2 separate regions of the Oryctolagus cuniculus genome follow, and region 2 is linked to region 1. The links are chromatin contacts, called in public Micro-C maps. All regions are on one chromosome and are shown on one strand. Each heading gives the region's core, a stretch centred on a gene start, on an enhancer-like site or on the middle of the called end of the contact. The rest is flanking DNA. Distances are from core to core; before and after follow the strand shown. Region 1 holds the start of TIGD2 (tigger transposable element derived 2). Region 2 holds the start of PYURF (PIGY upstream open reading frame).

Region 1 (5,629 bases), core at 1,015-3,514:
GGTTTGATTAGAGAATAAACTACAATGACTGGTAAAGGCAATTAGTAAAAAAAGATACAAAAATACTAGCATAATGAAGTAAAATGGATCTTAGGTTTTCAAAAGCAGCTCAGAGGGAAGTGCACAGGGGACTCTGAGGTAGAAAAATGTTGGGTGGGAAAGCTGAGGCAGTGACCCAAAGTCAGGAACTGACAATAAAAAATTCTCCATGGTCAACCAGGCTTTTAATAAGTATGCCCAACCTGCTAGTTCTTTTAAAATTAACTATTATGTATCTATAAACCCACACACAGATTCTTTTTAGAGCAGTTTTAAATTCACAGCAAAACTGAGTAGAGATTTTCTGTATAGCCTCTCACAGGTGCATAGTCCCTGCTTACCAACATCCTCCATAAGGGATACATTAGTTACAACTGATGAGCCTCCATGGCTACATTGTATCATCCAGAGGGTGGCTTAGTTACCATTCACTCCAGCTGGTATTCATTCTACATTTGAACACAAGTATTGCCTATTACACTATCACACCAGAGGATTCTATTCCTAACATTGTATTTTAAGTCCCCTCTCCTCCCATTCCCAAACCGTTTTTTCCTAGCAAAAAGCTCACCAAGTTGACCAAACTATCCTCTGCCTTGGGGAGAGTCTTAATAAAATTTGCTAAACACAATTGCCTTGAGTGAAAGAAATGTGGGTTATATGCAGATCCGAACTTAACACAAGGTGATAAAAAGGAAACAGCTGTTGGATATGAAATATCAGCAAGAGAGAGAATGCAGGAGACACAGAAAAGGGAGCAAGTGGCAGGCAGAGAATTAAACCATGGAGCTCCATTGTTTATTTCAATATAAGAGGACAGAGGAAGCCACCAGTCTGGCGGGTGAGGGGCAGGGCAGGGCCAGGCAGGCTCCCCGATGTCCACACGGCTGGCAAGCTGTGGAAGTCGGCGCTCTTCCCTAATGCGGCCTGAACAACACGTCAGATTCAAACGTGACACGTAAAAACCAGGGATCAGAAAACTTTTAATCGGGATGTAAAGCTACCATGAGCTTGTACTTTGTCCCAAGTGGCCAGGCAGGACGGCCAAAAAGGGTTAGGGTTGGCTGGCCACCCTCTGGGGAGCAGGCAGCGGGCGGCCCGCCTTCCTGGGGGCAGTCAGCGAAGGTGTTTGGCAACAGACACAATCTCACAGCACAGAGGATCTCCACCAGACTGAGCGGAGGGCCGCGACCCGAGGCAAGGCCGCGGCGCGGTTAGGGGCTGCGGGAGTCGCAGGGAAGGCTGAGCATCCACAATCCTTTCGGGCAGCCACAGAGAAAACTCAGATTTCCATCTCGGCCCGCCTGGTCCAACACAGGACGAGTTACTATGTTACTTCTGCGCTAAGGAAAAAGTTAGACCAGATGTCGTAGACACTCAACTACAGACGCTCGCATTGTTTTTCAAAGTACTGTCATGCATTTAAAAATAATAACGACAAAAGGGAGGCGAGCGAAGCGCGTTTGCTCAGGTTTACACACGTGCTGCGGGCTGCAGGTGCAGCCGCTCCCTGCTCCGGGCTAGGCTGCAGCCGGCTCGCCTGGAAACCGCTACAGAGAATCTCTGTCTATCCCACCTGAGAAGCAGTGGGCGTTCAGGTGCTTCCCCAGGGCTGGCGCGTCCCCCAGCGCGCGCTGGGCTTGGCACCCGGGGCAGGGAGCCTGGCACCTGCGCGCGCGCGCTCGCCCCGTCCCCAGGGGCGCCCCCCTCCCTGCCTCGGACAGCGGTCAGCTGCAACCGCTCGGTCCTACCTGGCCTCATGATCCGCGCTCGGCCCGGGCCTCTTGTCCCAGCTGCGGGGCGCGGGCCCCCCGGGAGCCAGCAGTACGAGGCGCGGGTGCCAGGCCGCCAGCGCAGGGCGGCGGAGGCTGTTTGTAAACACGCTCCACGTGCGCTCGCCCTGCCCCATTCGCGGCCGCTCCCAGCCCCGGAGGATGCCTTCCCTGCCCTCACCGAGGGCGAGTTTTATTCCCCCTGGGGAGGAGGAAGCCTCGCCCACAGAGCTGGGTCACTGGGAAAAGTGCCAAGGCGGGGAGTGCTTTACCGCCCCCTGCTGGCCAACGGGGCAGCCGGCAGCCCCAAGCACCTGGGCCCTGAGCGCCGAATCCACGCCGCGTCCACCCGAGCCCCGCCCCCCCGAGCCGCGCGCGCGCCCGCGCAGGCCCCGCCCCTCGCCGACACAACGTTCCTGCGGGGGCGCGCGCGTGCTCCCTAATCCCCCGCCTTCCGGCTCCGCCAGCGACGCTGGCTCCTCGCCGCCGCCGCTGCCGCCGCCGCCGCCGCCGCCGCGCCACCAGTGTCAGCCTGCGCCCGGGAGACTCCATTTGCTCTCGGTGCGGTGTGAGGCGGGCGAAAGGCGATGCCCGCGGCCGGCGGACTGGCGTGCCCTGCGCCGAGCGGCCGCTCGCGGGCTGGCTGGCCGCGGCGGTGACACCCGGGTGGCCGGCGGCCCCGGCGGAGCCCGGGCTCCTCCGCGGGAGGAAAGACGCCCAGCGGGGAGAGGCCCTCGCTGACACGGCTGCTCTCTGACCTCTTAATTTCGGGAGGTAGGCACTTCAGGTCCCTCTGTCCGCCACCCCACATGACGCCCGAACGCATTAGCGCTCGTGTGTAGCCACCACATTGGTAGGAGGCGTTGCTTTTCCCAACATAGTTACAGGAGAGGTGTGGGTAATGCCACAGACCTTGATGTTGGACAAAAAAAATGTTTTTGGTGTTTCCCTTCAGGTCCCAGAGGCTCCGAGTACACCCCTACAGCCCCACAGGAACGACTTCTGTTGGCTCATGGAGGATCTGCCTTCACCAGGACTATTGTAACCTCGTCTCCACCGCGCCTTCCACCCCATAACCTTCGCCTCGGGTCCTGATTTCCACCAAGGAAGTTTCTTGATGCTTTGTAGAAATCACGCGACATCCCCTCTTGCCCACTTTTCTGCTTCCCACTTGCCAAATGCACTAGGCATACGTTTGCGTCGCCTTGGAGTACAGTTTTCTGCTTGTCCGTTTTCACCTTATTAGCCCTGCTCACTCCTGCCCAGCTCGCCTTAGCTTGCTTGCCTGTGATTTCCTTAAGCTCTCACCTGCCTAAGCTGTAGCAGCCCTTGCCTAGTAGAGACCAGACGGAGTCCTCTGGTGACAGAGACCACAGGGTGTGGGGGCGGTGTGGGTGAGAGTTTTCCCATTCTACTTTCCCTTTGTGTCAAGGTTGCATCTCTTCTCTCAGTGCCATTCACATTTCCCCAGGTGCCACTACCGAAGTCTTAGTGGCTTTAGCAATACCTGCAGTGATTGCAAAAATGGAGTATGTGATAGGACTGTTATAGAGACCTTGCTGGTCCAGCATTGGCTCAACGTCTAACCTCCAGTGAGATACAGTTCGTGAAAAGACCTTAAAGTAAGTGAGGATGATGAAAGGTACAGGGTCAGGTTAATTGGAGATGGTCTTGACTGTGGGAACTTTATGAAGTTTAAAACAGCAAGTGAGGAGACTCAGTAAACCTCATCTGGGAATCGGGCCATCAGTCTCTCCAGCTGGGTTCCAGGGGACAAAGAACAGCCCTTCCCCAATTTTCTACTCTCTTGGTATTGGACTCTTAAGTTTATTATCTCATTGTAGTAATTGCTTCCTAAAATGCTGGGGAAACGTAAGCGTGTGGTGTTGACAATTAAGGACAAGCTTGACATTATTAAGAAACTTGAGGAGGGCATCTCTTTCAAAAAACTCTCTATTGTGTATGGAATCGGTGAATCCACAGTTCGGGATATCAAAAAGAACAAAGAGAGGATTATAAACTATGCGAACAGTTCGGATCCTACAAGTGGGATATCCAAACGTAAATCCATGAAGTCATCCACGTATGAGGAACTCGATAGAGTTATGATAGAGTGGTTTAACCAACAGAAAACAGATGGCATTCCAGTGTCTGGAACGATTTGTGCAAAACAGGCCAAGTTCTTTTTTGATGCTTTGGGGATGGAAGGTGATTTCAACGCATCATCTGGTTGGCTGACTCGATTCAAGCAGCGCCATGGTATTCCAAAGGCCGCTGGTAAAGGAACAAAGTTAAAAGGAGATGAAACTGCTGCCAGTGAATTTTGTGGTAGCTTTCAGGAATTTGTTGAGAGAGAGAACCTACAACCAGAGCAGATTTATGGTGCTGATCAAACTGGATTGTTCTGGAAATGTCTGCCATCAAGGACATTAGCTCTTGACACTGAACAGACTACATCTGAGTACAGATCAAGCAGAGAGAGAATAATTATTATGTGTTGTGCAAATGCCACTGGTTTACACAAACTTAACCTTTGTGTTGTGGGGAAAGCAAAAAAACCTCGTGCATTCAAAGGGACTGACCTTGCAAACCTTCCAGTGACTTACTTCAGTCAAAAAGGTGCATGGATAGAACAGTCTGTCTTCAGACAGTGGTTTGACAAATATTTTGTGCCACAAGTACAGAAGCATTTGAAATCCAAAGGACTTCTAGAAAAAGCAGTGCTTCTTTTAGATTTTCCCCCGGCACACCCAGATGAAGAAATGTTGCATTCAGATGATGGAAGAATCGTTGTAAAATATTTGCCACCAAATGTCACGAGTCTGATTCAGCCCATGAGCCAGGGAGTTTTAGCCACAGTGAAAAGATACTACCGAGCAGGACTTCTCCAGAAGTATGTGGATGAAGGAATTGACCCAAAAATGTTTTGGAAGAACTTGACAGTGTTGGATGCAATTTATGAGGTTTCAAGAGCTTGGAACATGATAAAATCAAGTACTATAACCAGAGCATGGAAAAAACTTTTCCCTGGCAATGAAGAGAATGCAGGTATGAATATTGACGAAGGAGCCCTTTTAGCAGCTAACTTAGCAACAGTTCTGCAGAGTACAGAAGACTGTGAGCACGTTGACATTGAGCATATTGATCAGTGGTTTGATTCTCAGAGTAATGACTCCAGCTGTCGGGTGCTAACTGGAAGGGAAGGGGCGGAGCACCAGGCCAAGGCTGTTGAAAAGAAGCCTTTCAGTAAGGTTAGAAAAGCAGAACTGAATCCAGAGAAGCATATCAGCCACAGAGCAGCACTTGAATGGACTGAAAATTTACTGGATTATCTCGAGCAGCAAGATGACATGCTTCTGTCCGACAAACTGGTCTTACGGAGGCTTCGCACCATCATAAGGAGAAAACAGAAAATCCAGAATAACAAAAGTCATTCTTAGTGCTCGTCTGTGTTTCAGTGTATTTGCATCTTGGTGATTATCTGCAGTGGAACTTACCTTGTTTGAAGTGCTGTGGGTTGCAAGGCCAAATATATTTTATCAAAGATTTTAGGGATAGATGCCATTGTGGATGACTTAAATTACAACTCCTTAATGTTGTCTCTCCTAATTGAGCATTGCCATGTACTTGTCTGTCTACCACTTCTGCTCTGTATTATACTAATTAGATCATAAGGCACCTGAGACTGGGCACCTTGTGGCTGTTTGGTGCCTAAATTTCAATGTGTCTAATATAGGATCATGCCCACTATCAGCACTCAATAAATCTGACTGAAGCTGAATTTTTATGACTGTCTCTGAACTTCAGTTTCTAAATTG
Region 2 (5,629 bases), core at 2,109-4,608, 610 kb before region 1:
ATGTTTTAATTTCCTTTTAATAGATCAGTATCACTGTCCAAAACATCTCCTAAATGACTCTAAGATTCTAACAGGAATCAATTAATATTCGTTTTTAGGTTACTTTAGGGTAACTACTGAAATATTTATGCTATACTCCTGAAATACTATACTGAGTTCAATCATCTTGGAAATTCTGGAAAATCAGGATCTGTTAATGTCAAATGCCTATGGCCTTAGGAATGCTAAACAGACCTCCAAAGGCAGGAAAAAAAATTTAAATGTGGCTCAAAACATGGCTCTACGCTCAACAGGACACAATCAGCTATTTGAAGTCCTCCTACTCCATCCCTACCCACCAGAGGGCCCCACTGTCCCAGAAAATGACTACTTCGTGTGTTAAGTGCCTCTGTAAACAGCATACATTCAGAGCATCTTCAATTTCCCTCCCTTAATAACATATTCTTTTGACAAAGCAAAAATTCCTGCAAACTGTTTTTTGTGGGAAAGTATTTTATTAGTTATAAGCATTTGAACCAAAGAAATGCAGGTGATTTTACAAACTAAGGATTTTTAAGTAAATGAAATTTCCAGTTTATTATACAGTTTTATGTCACACCAGTTTAAATGCATTTCTCTATAACTACATCAACACAGGTCCTTTGAGATTATTTCTGTCATCCCTACCATGTCACTTTACCAACAAGCTTGAAGCTAAACAAACAGAATTACAAATGGCTAACTTTTAGATGAATGGGGTAAGAAGTGGTCACCAGATGTGCATTAGGGTTGTTACCTTCCAACAAGACACTCTGTTACAAGGTTCCTTCTACACAGCAGTTATGTCAGGACCTTCGAAACACAAGGGCTGTCAGAATTAGAGTACAATAAAAGACACTTCTGCAGCTTAAGTCTCTCGTAGGCCCAATCCTGAGAAGCGAGGCAAAGCATCCTTCCTGCAAACGCAGTGTGTCTCCAGCATTTCCACCTAGTTGAGCTTGCGGAGGTGGATGCCCTAGACATATCACGAATCTATATACCACCTTGGCTCTGGCTCCCTTAGTTATGCCTGAAGAGTTTAATCCCCATCCAAGTCCAGAGGTGGAAGAACACATACACTGGTATGGTAATGGGCAGGAGCAAGCTGTAGAAGCATAAGCTGGTGGAGCTGGTGCAGCCCTGTGGGAAGTTTTCTTCCACAGAGGCCGCGTAGAAAAGACCTGCGAGAGAAATTAGTGGGATAAGGACGGTCAGTGTAGGAAGAGACAGAAACATTCTCCTCTCCCACTTAACCCCTGCCACCTTGTTTTAAAACGGATATGGTATTGAGAACAGTTAGTGTTGTGGTTTTTAAAAATAATGGTCTAGTGCTGCTCCGTTTCTTCTTGCTTCTTATCTTGATGGGTCATCCTTGCTGCCTGTGGTATCATATTAGGAATTCCATCAATGATTGGATAGGCTATTCCCAGCTCTTCATTAATTAATTCATTTGTTGATGCTTCATATCTGAGAGGGGGAAAAAGGATAAAGTGAGCTGTGGAAAACAAAATGCCTGGGAGAGCCTGACGCTCAATAAGTAACCTCACTCCCCATTCTCGACACAGTATTAATCCCAGAGTAATCTCTAGCAACAGCCAATTCAATTATTTCCCTTAGAAAATTCTTAGACCCTATAACTGTCTCCTTTCTAGTCAATTTCTCTCTGATGCTCTTGTTCACTTTATTCTCCAGTTATAACTTAACTTTTACTATCAGTAACAAAAGCTCTCCTTTTACCCAAATATTTCCCCATTACTTTGGTGAACTCCAAAACCAGTCTACTTAACTACTGGAACAGAAAGTAGAGAAAAACTCAACTTTCTCAATTTCAGAATCCTAAAGAAAGAAACTTAACTGATCTATTAGAAAGGAATCACTGAAAAAATAAAAATATGCAAAATAAAAATTGAGAAAGAGGAGAAGGCAGAAACAAACTGGAAACCAGTGAGTGTGCAGGGAGCTATCAGTGAGCTGAAAGGCAGATCAAATGGGAATTTCAAGGGTTAAAATGGACTGTGCACTACAGAGAAACAGACTAGAAAATACGAAAGTAAAACTTGCTAGCAATGTACCACCCAAAGATAACCAGAGAGAACATTTTCTTAAAATTTGTTTTTATTTATTTGAAAGGCAGATGGGGGGGCGGGGTACAGGGAGCGCCATCTTCATTCACTTGCTCACTCCCTGATCAGCCTCAGCAGCCAGGACTAGGCCAGGCTAAGCCGGACCTCGATCCCGGTCTCCCTCATGGGTGGCAGAGGCCCAGGTGCACATTGGCAGGAAGCTGGAATCCGGGGGAGACAGGACTTGACCCAGGCACTCAGACAGGAACTCCGATTCAGGATGTGGTGTCCCAAGCTGGCGGTGGGCGCTGCACCAAACGCCACCACCACTGGCAACACTTCAGTGTTTAGTTTATGTCGTAGGAAATACTAGTTTTGTCCATATTCAGTTTTAATAGCCTGGAACTGTAGCGCTGTGTCCCCAAGAACTGGGTCTAGGCTTAAAGCGGCTTTTGCAGAAACCAGCTAGCCCGCAACTGAGCGAGCCTCTAGGCAGCACACGCGGCTCAAGCGCAAGAGTGTCAGGCGTCAGCAGGGCAGGGCAGGGCGCGGCGCCGTCGTCTTGGCTTAGAAACCTGAATGCCTTGGACTTGTCAGACTCTTACTCCTCCAATCGCCGCGGGACCTTTCTCCAGGCCTCGCCGCACGCCTGGGGCTGGGCCGGGGTGGTGGGGGGCGTCCCGGAATCCGCCCGCTGAGCGCATCGCGCCGGTGCCAGTGGCGGACCCCCAAAAAGGCTCCGACCCCGGCCTGCGGCCGGCGATTCGATGTGGCAGGTGTGGGACTCGGCCCCGCTCCGGCCTCCGGAAAATGGCAGCGGAGACTACTTGGGCTGACCCGAACGCCGCCCCCCCCGCGCCGCAGCGGCTTTGGGAGGCCGCACGCTCCCCCTGCCCTCTCCCCGCCACAGCAGGCGGCGGAGGGAAGCCCGACGCCGGGCACTCTCACCTGAGCGGCTTCTTGGACAGGGGGCACACCAGGAACTCTAGCAGCGCCGGGTCGAAGGCGCTGGGCGGCTGCCCCGCCCGCTCGCTCCGATCTGCCGAGGGCCGCGACCCAGTCGCGTGCAGGCACCTACGGCCGACCCCCGACGCCCGCAGCGCTGAGGCGAGCCTGCCGCGTGCTCCACTAAGCATCGTCAGGTTGCCGGCGACCCCCGCTCGGCGCGCCCTGCGCCAGCCGCGCGGCGTCCCGGCCGCTCAAGCCCCGCAGGCCAGACCTTACCCTCCGGTGCGCGGGGAAACGCTGCCCGGGCGCCGGCGGAGGCTGGCGCTTTGGTTCCGGGGCCGCTCAGGGCCGCCGCCTGGACCCAGAGGCCTCGAGCGACCGCTGCGCTGAGGTCACGTGACTTAAGTGGGGTCCACAGTATTAAGCTTGGAGTTACGTGTTATCTCCACCTGAGAGTGCAAAGACACTCAGATTGGATGTATTGACAGTTAATTGGTTTGATGTAAATCCTTACTTTCTAGTTTCTGTAACCTGTTTGGCTTTCTCTTTTTTATCATAAAATAAAAAAGTTTAAGAGGCTGGCATTTGGCACTTGGGACTCCTGCATCTCATATTTTTATTATCATTATTTTAAAGATTTATTTACTTATTTGAAAGTCAGAGGTACACAGAGAGAGGAGAGGCAAGAGAGAGAGGTCTTCCATCTGATGGTTCACTCCCCAGATGGCTGCAATGGCCGGAGCTGCGCCGATCCGAAGCCAGGAGCCAGGAGCCAGGAGCCTCTTCCAGGTCTTCCACGTGGGTGCAGGGGCCCAAGGACTTGAGCCATCTTCCACTGCTTTCCCAGGCCATAGCAGAAAGCTGAGTTGGAAGAGGAGCAGCCGGGACTAGAACCAGCGCTCATATGGGATGCTAGCGGTTCAGGCCAGGGTGTTAACCCACTGCACCACAGCGCCGGCCCCTCCTGCATCCCATATTTAAGGGCCTGCGTTCAAGTCCCACCTCAGTTTCCAGTTCTAGCCTCCTGCTAATGCACATTAACAGGTAGCAGATGATGGGTCCCTGCCACCCACATGGGAGAGTCAGATGGAGTTCCAGCCTATTGCCTTCAACCTGGCCCAATTCTGGTTGTTGGCATTTAGGAATTGAAACAAAGGATGGAAGATCTGTCTCTCTGCCTTTCAAATAAAATGAAAATTAATTAATAAATTAATTTAAAAAGCAACACTTAACCTGAAAGGAAGGGCTTAGGACTCTTGCAGTGGGACCAGCTGTTACCTAACCCAAAGTGGGTTCACTTCCTGATGAGTGGGAATCAGAAGCTGCACTGGGAGGAGTCATGCAGAGTAATCTCTGTGTGCAGCAAAAGAGACCACGGGGAATCATTTCAAAAGCTGTGGCTCCCTACGCAAGGAAAGCAGGTACCTCTGATTTGGGGTGGGGAATGACTATTCAAGAGGAAATGTTTTGTGGTTACACACGGTGGGGTATAAGCCTGCGCTTGCACCGTTTGGAAGCATGCTCTTACGTACATTGCTTGTTACGGCATGAGCCTTAAGCTCCTCCTGGGGTGGAGGTCTTAGCACTAAAAGGAAGCAAACAATGACCTTTGAACCCTTCTTGGGCAATCCCTGTGTAGATGTCATTTTTGCGGTAGGGTTTGGCCAGTTCAGGGTGACCAGTGATTGCATCTCTTGCCTGGAATGTGATGGAAAACAACTTTGAAAGACACCAGGTGCTTTGGAAACTTTAGGGCTTTGTAGTAGAAATGCGTCAGGGTAAAGGCTTCAGCTGCTGCAGGTAATGGCAGGTGACACATTGTTGTGAACTCAATTTCTTTCTTTTTTAACAGAGAGAAATATTTTCAAAGTATTTTCCTTACTCTTTGGGTTAAGATTTATTTATTTATTTGAAAGTCAGAATTACAGAAAAAGAGAGAGAGAGAAAGAGATCTTCTATCTGCGGGTTCACTCCCCAAACAGCCACAAGAGCCAGGGGTGGACCAGGCCAAATCCAGGAAGCCAGGAACTTCATCCGGGTCTCCCATGTGGGTGCAGGGGCCCAAGCACTTGGGCTGTCTTCTGCTGCTTTCCAGGCCATAGCAGAGAGCTGGATCAGAAGTGGAGTGGAGCAGCTAGGTCTTGAACTGGCGACCATATGGGAAGCCCGTGCTGTAAATGGTAGCTTAACCCACTATGCCACAGTGCCATCCCCTGAACTCAATTTCTTAATAATATAAAACTTCCTTCTGGGGCTGGCGCTGTGCCTACATCCCCATATGGGTGCCAGTTCAAGTCCCAGCTGCTCCACTTCCGATCCAGCTCTCTTCTATGGCCTGGGAAAGCATTAGAAGATGGCTCAAGTCATTGGGCCCCTGCACTCACGTGGGAGACCCAGAAGTTCCTGGCTCCTGGATTCGGATCAGCACAGCTGCAGCTGTTACAGCCACCTGGGGAATGAACCAGCGAATGGAAGACCCCTCTCTCTGCCTCTGCCTTTCTGTAACTCTGCCTTTCAAATAAATTAATTAATTTAAAAAAACCAAACCTTACTTCTATAGATGAGCTTGATGGTCAAGGAATCTCAGTAACTGTGTAATC

The links. A called contact is a pair of places that touch in the nucleus more often than the background predicts.
Region 2: a contact with region 1 is called in a Micro-C map of ear pinna, with 9 times the contacts expected there. The contact joins the promoter of PYURF here to the promoter of TIGD2 in region 1. A contact is called at or near these places in 2 of 6 Hi-C or Micro-C datasets (ear pinna and an unstated tissue).

Annotation. Positions count from the first base shown.
Region 1 is chr8:76,531,272-76,536,900 of mOryCun1.1, reverse strand. TIGD2 (tigger transposable element derived 2) reads left to right here and starts at 2,264. Exons shown (of 2, transcript XM_070047872.1): 1 at 2,264-2,585; 2 at 2,767-5,592. The coding sequence starts at 3,671. The coding sequence ends at 5,251. FAM13A (family with sequence similarity 13 member A) reads right to left here and starts at 2,175. Exons shown (of 24, transcript XM_070047870.1): 1 at 1,791-2,175.
Region 2 is chr8:77,137,825-77,143,453 of mOryCun1.1, reverse strand. It overlaps PYURF (PIGY upstream open reading frame), which reads right to left and starts at 3,358. Exons shown (of 2, transcript XM_002717003.5): 1 at 3,030-3,358; 2 at 475-1,485. The coding sequence starts at 3,217. The coding sequence ends at 1,344. PIGY (phosphatidylinositol glycan anchor biosynthesis class Y) reads right to left here and starts at 1,254. Exons shown (of 1, transcript XM_008267613.4): 1 at 475-1,254. The coding sequence starts at 1,254. The coding sequence ends at 1,039.